Regions from separate parts of the Sus scrofa genome. Here region 2 is linked to region 1. Evidence: chromatin contacts called from public HiChIP or PLAC-seq data. All regions are on one chromosome and are shown on one strand. Each heading gives the region's core, a stretch centred on a gene start, on an enhancer-like site or on the middle of the called end of the contact. The rest is flanking DNA. Distances are from core to core; before and after follow the strand shown.

The links. HiChIP or PLAC-seq counts read pairs in DNA pulled down with a chosen protein or histone mark.
Region 2: an H3K27ac HiChIP or PLAC-seq map of skeletal muscle shows a contact between it and region 1. The contact joins two enhancer-like sites. A contact is called at or near these places in 2 of 47 Hi-C or Micro-C datasets (both in skeletal muscle) and 1 of 2 datasets of contacts at active chromatin or transcription factors (skeletal muscle).

Annotation. Positions count from the first base shown.
Region 1 is chr10:10,881,317-10,887,246 of Sscrofa11.1, reverse strand. The region is part of intron 2 of DUSP10 (dual specificity protein phosphatase 10); the gene reads left to right. Among named protein-coding and RNA genes, the nearest start is that of DUSP10, 22 kb to the left of the region's middle. Within about 2 kb of position 3,001, at least 9 of the 83 cell types and tissues checked have an H3K27ac peak or open chromatin away from gene starts, as enhancers often do. A contact at or near this core is called in skeletal muscle, where this site is marked.
Region 2 is chr10:11,116,496-11,122,605 of Sscrofa11.1, reverse strand. The region is part of intron 5 of LOC110255736; the gene reads left to right. Among named protein-coding and RNA genes, the nearest start is that of TRNAT-UGU, 190 kb to the left of the region's middle. Within about 2 kb of position 2,410, at least 19 of the 83 cell types and tissues checked have an H3K27ac peak or open chromatin away from gene starts, as enhancers often do. A contact at or near this core is called in skeletal muscle, where this site is marked.

The DNA.
Region 1 (5,930 bases), core at 1,752-4,251:
CTCAGTCTGGCTCTGTTCCCGTCAGGCCCTCTTAGGTCACCAGCTCCTAGAAAGTGGACTCCTGCTTGGGATGCTTGGAAGACACGTTTCTAAGAAAAGACCAGCTTGAGCTGTGTAGTTCATGCAGGGGAAATGCCTTTACCAGTGAAAACCGGGAATGAGATGCAAAGTGTCCTGGAATCAGAGAAGACGCTCGAAACGCTTGCCATGGCTTGATTTCTACCCAGCTGGGCTGGCTCTGGGCACTTTGTGTACCGCTGCTCTGCCAGGCTTGCTCTGCAGAACTGCTCAGTTTCTTTCTTTTCTTTTTCTCTTTGGTCTGTTTAGGGCTGCACCTGCAGCATGTGGACATTCCCAGGCTTGGGGTCAAATTGGAGCTGCAGCTGCTGGCCTACACCACAGCCACAGCAACGCCAGATCTGAGCCGCATCTGCGACCTTCACCACAGCTCATGGCAACACCAGATTCCCGACCCACTGAGCGAGGCCAGGGATCAAACCTGTGTCCTCAAGGATACTGGCTAGGTTTGTCACCACTGAGCCACAAAGGAAACTCCCTTATGATTGTGTTTTCAAATGGTCTCAGAGTTAAGTAACTTAGGGTACTTAAGAGTTAGTGAGTGAGGAACCCAGAATTCCTGAGTTTAGGCCCTGCCTTCCACGCCTTCATCCAGGGGAGGTGAACATGCTGCTGGAATCATCCATCAGCTGTCTCGCCGTGTTCCAGGGCGGGCCAGCTGGCCGGGGCAGTACCCTCAGTACTGTGCCCTCAGCCCGATTTGGTGCTTAATAAATGTGTATAGAAATGGACACCTGAGGGCAAGGGGGGTCCCTCCTCCTGTTCCCTGACTCCCTCAGGCTCGTGCTCCCTCTTGAGCATCCTCTTCTCCTTCGTGGGTCTCTCCATCCCTTCTTACATAGGGTGTCTTAGAAGGAGGCGTGGAGGTGGAGAAAGGGTTAAGGTCCCCACGTGTGAATTGTTTTGGACCCCAGGTCTCGCTGCCGGGCATGGCTGTTTGTCACATTTAAGCCTGTCACTCCTGCAGGCTGCCTCTTCTCCATGAGCCTTTCCAGCCTCAGCAGTGACAAGATTTCGGAGCCTTCCTGCTAAACTCTCCTGGCAGGCCCTGCACCTGCCCTGCATGAGTCACAGCAGAATGACATCCTTTCAGGTGTTTTTGGTTAAGTTTCCTTTAATGATCTTTCAACCCTTTTCTCTCATTAGATTTTTTTTTTTTCTTTTTAGGGCCACACCCACAGCATATAGAAGTTCTCAGGCCAGGGTCTGAATCAGAGCTGCAGCTGCCCACGTTTACTGCAGCCACAGCAACACCAGATCAGAGCTGCATCTGCAAACTATGCTGCAGCTCGTGGCAATGCTGCATCCTGAACGCACGGAGTGAGGCCAGGGCTCGAACCTGCATCCTTGTAGATACTCGTCAGGTTCCTTACTGCTGAGCCACAACAGGAACTCCTCTCCCATTAGATTTATCTTCAGAGACTATATATATTTAAACAATTTTTTTAACACTTCCAAATTCCTAGGCTTATGCTGAGCGACACACAATACATACTTTACACCTGACTGGTGGCCCTTTGTCACGTCCTTCCCAAGTTGATTTAACCTTGAAACATTTATCGAGTGCCTGCTGTACGAGCCAGGCCTAGCTCTAGGTGCTGAGTGGTGACTACTTATCATTTCTGTTCATAACTGTTCTGTTCATAACTTATTAAGTCCTGGCAGTGACTCTGGGCGCCTCTTGGTACTGCTATTGGCCCTATTTTGCACATGAGGAAGCTAGGGTGCAGGAGGCGAGGACGTGGCCGAGATCAGCGGGCTGGAAGGGGCGGAGGCCAGCCGAGCCCCAGGGCAGTGATGCTGCGCTTCCTCCAAGACGGAGAATCGCCTGGCTTTCTTGGGGTCCATATGTTAACAATAACACTAAACAAATGAAGGAGGTAACAAGTGGTTTTTGATAAGTGATCGTGAAACTAAAATTTCACACTATTAATTAAAGAGCAGTAGCAGGGTCGCTATCCTTGGACACTGCGGAAGAGCCTCCTGAGAGGACCCTGTTTGAGCTGAGGTCTGAATCACCTAGTGAAGATGTAGGGAAGGGGGTTGCACGAAAAGGGAACAGCATGTGCAAAGGCCCTGAGGTGGGAGGCAGGTCCTGGCCTCTCATGGCCTAGGACAGGGGCTCTTCTTCTCCACTGTCCATCAATATACAATTTATTCACATCCTGCTGGAGCTGGAGAAATTCACAGAAGATCCAAACCCCTGATTTTCTAGAAGTGGCAAGAGAGGTCACAAAACCAGTCCCCAGTAGGACCTCGGTGCAGGCCGTAGGGCTATGTCCCCAGAGTCCTTGCTGTCAGGACTTCCAGCCCCCTGAGCAACGTTAGGCATAGCTTCCAGGGGATGTGGCTGGGAGATCTGACTGTGCCAGACGTGGGGTTCATCCCAGGTCACCTCTCCCGTTCCGCATGTCCCAGGTTGAACTGACCCGTTGCTTGGCTGGCCTGCCACTTAGCCTCAAGTCCACATTGACAAGCTATGATCCAAGCCTACCTACTCCAAGCCCGACTGGCCTCTTGGTGGATTTTTCTTCCCCTTCATCCCAGAAGGTGGTACATTTCTGGGGACACGATCGCTTGATCGCTTTTCACTTGATACAAACGTGTATCTGTCAGCGCGCAGAGGCCTCCCCTGGCTTCAGGCTGGCCTTTCCAATCTCAGCCATCCCTCGAGGGTCTGACCGTGGGGCTGGGCTGGACAGGTAAATCTCTATGTGGGGCAGTGTTCACGCCTGCTCTTTCTGGCCGTGTAGTCTTGATGCTCAGACTTGCTGAATGTTCTTGCCAAATACAGAATTCCGCTCGGTGACTTGAGGAGGTGTTGCTGTGCCTTTTGTGAACAGAAAACTCTGATTCAGGAAAACAATCCACATTTTGATGTTGACACTTGATCCTGTCCCCTGCCACTTCCTGAATTCCCTAAGCTACCGCCCTTTGACCTCCAGATGATACTAAAACACATCGTCATGAAAGCTGTTTGTTTGGACATGGGGCTTTCATTCACAGTGGGCGGGAGGCACATGCCGTTTTTGCTGGGAGCTTCCCTGCGCCAGTGCAGTACAGGGACCATCTGGGCTACCCTTCCATAACCCTGCCCTGCTTCCTGCCCTCCCTCCCCTCCTCCTGCCATGGATGTTTCCAGATGACCTCTGTGCACGTAATTTCCAATGGGAATGTTTCACGGTAGAAATATGCTCTCTCTTGAGGCTTGCTCTTGATATTTCTAGAGATTTATTTAATTGGACTCTACTTAAATCCCCTTGGGAAACATACTTTTGCTGTGAAGTTGTGATGTGTTTAATTTGGGGTCTAAGATAAATGTCGGTCCTTGGGGGAGGTGGATGATTAGGCAAGAGTGTTCCTTTTGTTCAGGGGGCCTGTTTAGTGACTGGCTTTCCTGGCTTTCCTCTGTTTGTTGGTTTAGCAAAATGCTTCACTATTTAAACTCCGGCACCGCAAAGCAAAGAATGTTCTCCCTCTCTTCACGGAATTAAACAGTCATGCAGAGCTTGGCTTGAGCCCTTGGGGGGCATATGGCTTCATGTTTTATGGCACTCTCCTGGTAAAGGCTCCCCTCTCCAGCCTTCCAGTATGATCTCATGGATTCTTCTCCCCTCCCTTAATCCTCCTTGATGGATTGCCTGGTATTGAGCTTTTTGGTGAAGACAGGAGCTGCAACCCTAACATGGTATTGAGTGGCTGCCCCCAAACCCAGACATTCTCTAGCTAAGCTGTTCTTCCCCCCAGGGAGATGCTGCAGGGAGGGTGTAACTGATGAAGAGGCCTGTGTCTTTGGGACGAAGGGGGCTCCTGGGCTTGCAGCTGGCTCGTGAAACGAAGGTTTGGGAAGATTCTGTGGGCTTGCCCCTTATGAGCATGCCCATCCTTTAGGCACCAACACATCTTGACCTCGGGTCCATTTCTGGCTTGACTTTCAGACATGGTATCAGGTTGGGTTGGCTCCCAAGGGTCAGATTCTCAGGCAGTCCACAGGTTTGGTGTGGTTCTTCAAATGTAAGAATTATAATTTGTATTTCTACCAAGTAAGCTAGCCTGGGTATTAAAAGTGGTTCCCTGTTTGTATGTTGGGGCTGCTGTAACAAACCACCATGATCTGGGTGGCTTCAAGAGCAAACATTTATTTTCGCAGTGTTCTGGAGGCTGGAAGTCCAAGGTCACCGTGCTGGGTGCACAGGTTCTGGTGTGCTCTTCCAGGCTTGCAGATGGCCACCTTCTTGCTTAGTAGGAGACGGGGAGAGAGAGACCAAGCTCTCCCGTGTCTCATCCTATGAGGGCACTAACCCTCAGTGTGAGGACCCCACCCTGCTGACCTCATTAAACCTAATCATCTTCCAAAGGCCCCCATCCCCAAATACCTTAGGGGTTAGGGTTTCAGCATGTGAATTCAGTCCCATAGCAGGTGCAAAACATGAATTCTGCACAAGAAAGGGTATGAATTTCATCCAGGTTGGGGAATATAGGTAAATCACACCCTCTGATAAAGTAACTTTTTTCTGGCTCTCTCGTTCTCTCCTTATTTTATTTTATTATTTTTTTGTCTTTTTAGGGCCACACCTGCAGCATATGGAAGTTCCAATGCTAGGGGTCCAATCAGAGCTGCAACTGCCAGCCTATAGCACAGCCACAGCAACACCCGATCTGAGCCACGTCTGTGACGTAAACCACAGCTTGCAGCAAGGCAGGATCATTAACCCAGTGAGCGAGGCCAGGGATCAAACCCGCATCCTCATGGATACTAGTATGCTTCATTACTGCTGAGTCACGATAGGAACTCCTCTCCTTATGCTTTTCAAACTCATATCGATCAAGTGTTATAGGCTCCTGCCCATGCAGGAGCGTCCCACTGAATTTAGAGTAAAACCCAGCTGCTAAATGGCCTAAGAGACCCTCTGCAGTTTCCTTTCCTCCTCTGGGCCCCGTCTTCCGCTCATTCTGCCTCCGCACTGTCACTGTCCCTTTGAGCCATCCCAATCTCAGTGGTGTCCCCACTTTGCCCTGCTGTGGCTCTTTCTGCCTCGCCTGTCCTCGGGGGCCCCCTCTTCCACCACTTCTCCAAACCTCCCTCCCTCCCATGCCCAGAGAGCTTTTTTTCTCCGAACCCCAATCGAATCAGTCCCCCCTCATGGCACCCAGGCACCGAAGGGCATCTCACGGCCTTTATCGTCATTAATCATTACCTTTTTATTTGTGTGTTTATATGTTTACCATCCATCTCCTCCCAGTGGACCCTGACGGGGGTGGAGGGAGAAGAAAGGGGCATTTTCAGCCTATCACTCAAGTCTCTGAAGGTCTGGGAGGCTTACTCTCAGATAAAAAGCTATTATTTTTTATTTATTTTTTTTTTCATGGCTACGTCTGCAGCATATAGAAGTTCCCAGGCTAGGGTCCAGTTGCGCTGTGGCCGCCACCACAACAGTGCGGGATCCGAGCCACAGCTTGTGGCAACACTGGATCCTTAACCCACTGAGTGGGGCCAGGGATCAAACTGGCATCCTTATGGCTACTAGTTGGGGTCTTAACCCGCTGAGCCACAACAGGAACTCAAAGGGTTTTCAAAAGTGAAACGTGTTAACATAGCTGGTGTGTCTGTTAAGAAAACCCAGAGGGGAGCTGAGTGTGGGTCTTTCTCCCGGGGACCCAGGAGGTCTGCGCAGAGAGAGTGAGTGCCGTTTAGACGAGGAGGGCTAGAGAAACCAAGAGGAGATCTGCACTTTGGCAGTTTTGGGGGAACGTGGGGCTGGAACTTGGGGGTCTCTCTGGCGGCCCCTCGAGTCCCTGCGTCCACCCCGCCTGCATTCTGAGAGGCATTCACTTGACTGAACCCCAAAGCC
Region 2 (6,110 bases), core at 1,161-3,660, 240 kb before region 1:
TGACAGATTTATCCGGATTCTTACTGGACAGTGTCAGATAGGGAAGTGTGGGTAACCTTTCACGGAGGCCCCAAACTCTTCCTAAAAATGTAATGCTATTGAAAGACTGCAGAGACCCCACTCTGATCAAGACTCCGCAACTATTCTATTGTGAATTATGTGTCATTGTTTTCCCATAAACTAAAGGTTCTGAGCACTAGATCCATGGTGCACCCCTTTCAGATTTTGATCAAAGATACAGTTTCTCTCCGTAACAAAGCATATATACGCACGCATGTAATTACAAGGGTTTGCAGAGTCCAGGCTTAGAAACCTGGGTAAAATTATTGCAAGCATTTCTATTAATTCTGGGCCCCAGAACACATGAGTTTTCTTAGGAAAAATTTAATGATTTTTTTTTCATTTCCTCTGAGCGAGACAACCAAATGATTGAAAATTAATTGTATTTCCTTGTTCTCACATATTGCAAAATCTATTCCAATGGATGTTTGCTTCCGTTTCTCAATATTTTCATGGAAATTATGACCGCCACATAATGAAGCACTGCACATTCTAATGGTGTTGTAACTCTTGCCTTCTGAAACAGTGAATTTTCAGCCAGAGGGTAGTGGGGCTGGCATATTGCAGAGTTTTGCTGTGTCCACGCAAATAAATGGTACGCAACTTTTGACTTGCCTGCAAGAGCTTCTGTCTGGAACAGCGCAGCTGGGGCCTCAATGACCCTAGCTGAAAACACTGTCTGATGCCAGGGACTTTGCCTCTGTCTTGCATGTCCTTGCTGGCGGGGGGGGGGGGGGGGGGAGCAGGGGGAACAATACTTTTCCATGTTAGAAAGTGTTGGAACGTTCAGGAACATCGAGGTCACAGCGATGGCTGCCCTGGGTTGGCTCAGATGCCCATTAGACACGGGTAGCCTGGCTGTTTCCTAATTGCCAGGCTGCAGCCTCTCCATCGGCTGGTTCCAGGCACTGCTGCCTCTGTGCCGGTATTTGCAATGTGCCTGCCACCTGCCCAGGGAGCTTGTCATTCTTTTGACCTCAGCTCACAGCAGGTTGTCTTCTGGGGAGTTTCTTTCTTCCTTTGTCTTTTTAGGGTCTCACCTGTGGCCTATGGAGGTTCCCAGGCTAGGGGTTGAATCGGAGCTGTAGCCGCCGGCCTACGCCACAGCCACAGCAATGTGGGATCTGAGCCACGTCTGCAACCTGCACCACAGCTCACGGCAAAGGATCATGGCAACACCGGATCCTAAACCCACTGAGCAAGGCCAGGGATCAAACCTGCAACCTCATGGTTCCTAATCGAATTCGTTAACCACTGAGCCACGATGGGAACTCCCATTTCTGCTCTTAAGTCACCCAATACAAGCACTTTGTCATCGCAACCTTGGCAAACTAATACATCATGTATGCTCCCTTTGTCAGAGTTTGTGTGGATTGCTTTCCTCTTGTGACCAAAGTAAGTAAATATTCGTCATAGACCACCTGAGTTACGCAATAGAATTGCACGAAAAGGAAATCAGTGGTCCTTTATCCCACCGTCTACGGATAACATCATCATAAACACTTCGGTGTTCATTCACCCGGTCTTTCTTGTGCGTGTGTGTGAATTTCTTTTTCTTTTTAGGGCCACATCTGTGGCATATGGAGGTTCCCAGGCTAGGGGTCAAATTGGAGCTGCAGCTGCCGGCCTACACCATAGCCACAGCAACACAGGATCTGAGCCGCATCTGTGACCTACACCACAGCTCACGGCAACGCCGGATCCTGAACCCACTGAGGGAGGCCAGGGATCGAACCCACATCCTCAGATGCTGGTCAGGTTTTTAACTTGCTGAGCCACCACAGGAACTCCTGAATTTATTTTTTGAAACACGTTTCAGATGACCTACATCTGGGCTTTTGCACTTTACTTCTGCCGGGTAAAAGCAAAGAACTCAAACCCGTGAAACCCAGGCCTTTCTAACAGCCTCAGAAAATATGCTGGACAATTTTCAATCTTTCCCTAAACCAGGGAGTGGCCCAACTGGCAGGGAAAGCTTCTGGTTTCTGACAGACAGATGCTGACATGTGTCTAATGAATTTAGCGCTTAGCTCTAGCTTATGTTCAACTCCGCGGTGCCTGGGAGATAAGAAGCAATGGGTATCGTGTAAACCCCTTGACAGCCTCTGGGCTCCAGGACTTAGCATGTCTTTATCATCAGGTCTGTTTACAAAGAAAAGTCTTTGGAGGGTTTTCCCCATGGAGCAGCTTTCTTTCAATACGGCATCTGGTGAAAATATTACACGAGCTGCGTGCAGCTTGTCTGCTCCAGTTACAGGGGGGAAATTGCTCTTGGCGGCCCACGGGGGCCCCTTGAACTTGGCCTGTTAGCTGGCCGGCTGTGCCGCAGCGTGAGCTCGTGTGCAGCTGGCGCTGCGAAGCGGGAGCAGGAAGAGAAGCCGAGCCGCCCGTGGATGGGGAGCTTGTCCTAGGTGAGGAAGGGGGTCTGCCTTTTCCCAAGCGGGAGCCAGAGGCCAGCAGCGCCCAAAGGGCCTCCGCGCATCAGCAGTGCTGGATGCGCCCTCGCCTCTCTGCTACCCAGGGAGCCTTCGCCCCTGGAGGACTGGTTACACTGCCTCGAAGAGGAGAGGGCACCCAGGCCAGCAGCGGTCAGAGCTGGCGGCCGGGAGCTGGTGCAGCCTTTACAGGCCTTTCTGCTCATTCTGCCCTCTTCCTCCTCCTCCTCTTGCTTCCTTCCTCCTCCCGTTTGTTCATTCTCGCTCCCTCCCATCCCTCCTCTTCCTTCCCTTTTGCTTTCCTTCAAAAAAGCAAAATAGTAAAAGCGAGATTCCAGGCCAAAGGGGAGGGAGGGGCGGTCTCTGCTGCCAGTGCTCCCGCAGGGCTGCTCCTGGCTGCAGCTGACTTCACACCTGCCTTTGGGTGCATCTCCCCAGGCCTGCCCCACGCCAGACTCCCCCTTCCTGTCATTGCCTGGCCCCAGAGGACCATCTGAGGTGCCCTGCTCACAGGAACCATCCTGTCCTACTGAGCGGGGACAAGAGAGACCTCCGCTCTCATTTCCTTCCACCAAGGTCTCTCTGACCCGCCAAAGTCCCGCTCCTTCCCTCCTGCCCTCACTGGGGGCTCAGATCCCCTGACACTGGGCCTGGGGAGATGCAAGGCAGCCTCACTGCAGCTGGAGGCAGGTCCAGGGCTGACCACGCAGGGGGAGATTGCCAGCTTCCTTTCAGGCACTAAGGGGACATGCACGGTCTCTAGAAAAGGGAAAACGCCCATGCAACCAACTGCAAGTCTGCCTGTTTCTTTTTACCAGTTAGCGAAAACAGACTTCACCAAAACAAACAAAAAAAAAATTGTTGGTCTAAGTTCTGAGAAACTGCAGTTGCTGCTGAGTTTTCAGAATACATCAACTTTTTCTTTTTCTTCTTTTTTTTTTTTTTTTTTTTTTTCTTTGTAGGGCCACATCTGTGGCATATGGAAGTTCCCAGTCTGGGGGTCGAATCAGAGCCGCAGCTGCCAGCCTACACCACAGCCACAACAACGCCACATCTGAGCCGTGTCTGCCACCTACACCACAGCTCACAGCAACACCGGATTTTTAACCACTGAGCGAGGCCTGGGATCAAACCTGGGTCCTCATGGATACTAGTCAGGTTCGTTACAGCTGAGCCACGACGGGAATGCCATAACCTTATTAATTTTTAAAACAACTGTTAATCATTTTACTAAAATTAATCATGGTGGTGGGACCACTGTTGTAACTTATTTTCTTGGTTTATTCTTCAGAAAAACCAGAGTAAAAACCAAGTTAAAAACTGAAAATCAAATCAAGGAAGAAACAACACAATAGCAGTACGATTTAATAATTGCACAAATTGTACCCTTTCCGGACACTTCAGTTTTATTACAATTTGCTTAGTAGTTAATATTATACTTAGTAGTATAATATTATAATGCTATAACCAAAGAACCACATTTCAAAGCTGCCAGGTAACTATAAAGTTATTAAATAAAGAGTTCTGCTTTTTCTCCCTTTTTGTGCCATCACTTGTTTTTTCCCCTATCTTTGATTTGGGGGTTTCATGTTATGATTATATACGCCTATGAGATTTAGTGAATGCAAATTTGCACTGGTCATTACTGGCATTCTTCTGGTCATTATTGGTATTCTTCTGGTCATTATTGGTATTCTTTTTCTTCATGTTGGCTAATGTAAGTGACGTCGTGGAGGGGTAGATGCAGGTGACCAGCTCTGGGTGTCAGACCTCTTAGGTGGGGGGCCACACGGAACCCCCTGTGCCAACCTGGTAAAGCTACGCGTTTGCGGCAGCGACCAGCAGGGGGCGCTGGAGATGCTAAACTCCCGGCCCGCCACCTTCTCAGGAGCCCTAGGTTCCAGGAACACAGGTGGGCACGGCTGCCTGGAGGCTTTCTGCAAGGCAACCTATGCTTTCCTTCGAACCGAGACCAGCCACATCTGAGTGTGTCACCTCCACGGCCTTTGCGCACAGCCACGCCACTGTCACCCTCACAAGGTCTCCTGACCGGTTTTCTGCTTCCATGCTCATTTCTCTACGGTGAATTTTCTGTGCAACAGCTAAAGTCATGCTGTTAAAAATGAGTCAGACTTGGGCCACCTCCTGCGTCACCCACGGGAATCCTCTGGTTGGAAGAACCAATCTTACTCTTCACCTGGACCCGTGCCCGCTCCTTCCCTGCCATCAGGCCCCCACCCTCTGCCCTGCCTTGGGCTCTCTGTGCAGTTCTTTGTCTTGCCCAGCTCAGTTCCTTCTAGCAAATGGCCCTTCTGCTCCCTCCACCTGGATCGTCCACCCCCCAAATCAGAGGGGCGCACTCCTCAGATTCCACTCCGCAGTCCCCTCAGAGGCATCCCTGACCCCCCCCACCAACCTTGACCTGCTGCACTTTACAGCACTTAGCATTTCCGATGCCTCATTTGTTTATGCACTTCTTTGCTCACTTACCATTTGGGGCTGGCGACTCTGCTTCTTGAGCTTGAGGCTGGTTACATAGGTGTGTTCTATGAAAACTCATCGAGCTGTAGGCTTGTAATAGGTCCGCTTTTCTACATAGTGTCGTGTTGCAATGACACATTTACAATGTCCAGTCCTATGCAGGAATCAAAACTTTCAACTTTGGAGTTCCCGTGGTGGCTCAGCAGAAACAAACCCAACTAGCATCCATGAGGACACAGGTTCGATCCCTGGCCTCGCACAGTGGGTTAAGGATCTGGCATTGCCGCAAGCTGTGGTGTAGGCTGCAGACATGGTTCGTATCCTGCATTGCTGTGGCTGTGGTATAGGCTGGCAGCTACAGCTCTGATTGGACTCCTAGGCCTGGGAACCTCCGTATGCTATGGGTGGGGCCCTAAAAGACCAAAAAAAAAAAAAAAGAAAGAAAGAAAAAATTGTTTGTGGGAGTTCCCATTGTGGCTCAAGGGGTTAAGAACCAACTAGTATCATGAAGATGTGGGTTTGATCCCTGGCCTCTCTCAGTGGGTTAAGGATCCGGCACTGCCACAAAGTGTGGCATAGGTTGCAGATGCCGCTTGGATCCTGCAAGGCTGTGGCTGCATTGCCACGAGCTGTGGTGTAGGTTTCAGACACAGCTTGGATCCTGCGTGGCTATCGCTGTGGCTGTGGCTGTGGTGTAGGCCAGCAGCTTTAGCTCCGATTGGACCCCCTAGCCTGGGAACCTCCATATGCTGTGGGTGTGGCCCTAAAAAGACAAAAACAAAAACCCAAACTTGCAACTTCTCTCTCTTTTTTTTTTTTTGTCTTTTTGTCTTTTGTCTTTTGTCTTTTGTCTTTTGTTGTTGTTGTTGCTATTTCTTGGGCCGCTCCCACGGCTCAACTTCTCTCAAAGTTTTGACATCTTCCCCTAGTCTAGCTGGTTCTGTTACAGATGGGCCTGTTTCCCTTTGAAAAGGAAATATGTGTACGTGTGTGTGTGTGTTTGGTGTGCGTGATGTGTATGATGTGTGTGCATGTGGTATGTTGTGTGTTTTGTGTGATGTGTGTATGGTGTGTGGTATGTGTATGTGTGTTGTGTGATGTATGTGTGCGTGATGTGATATGTGTGTATGTGTG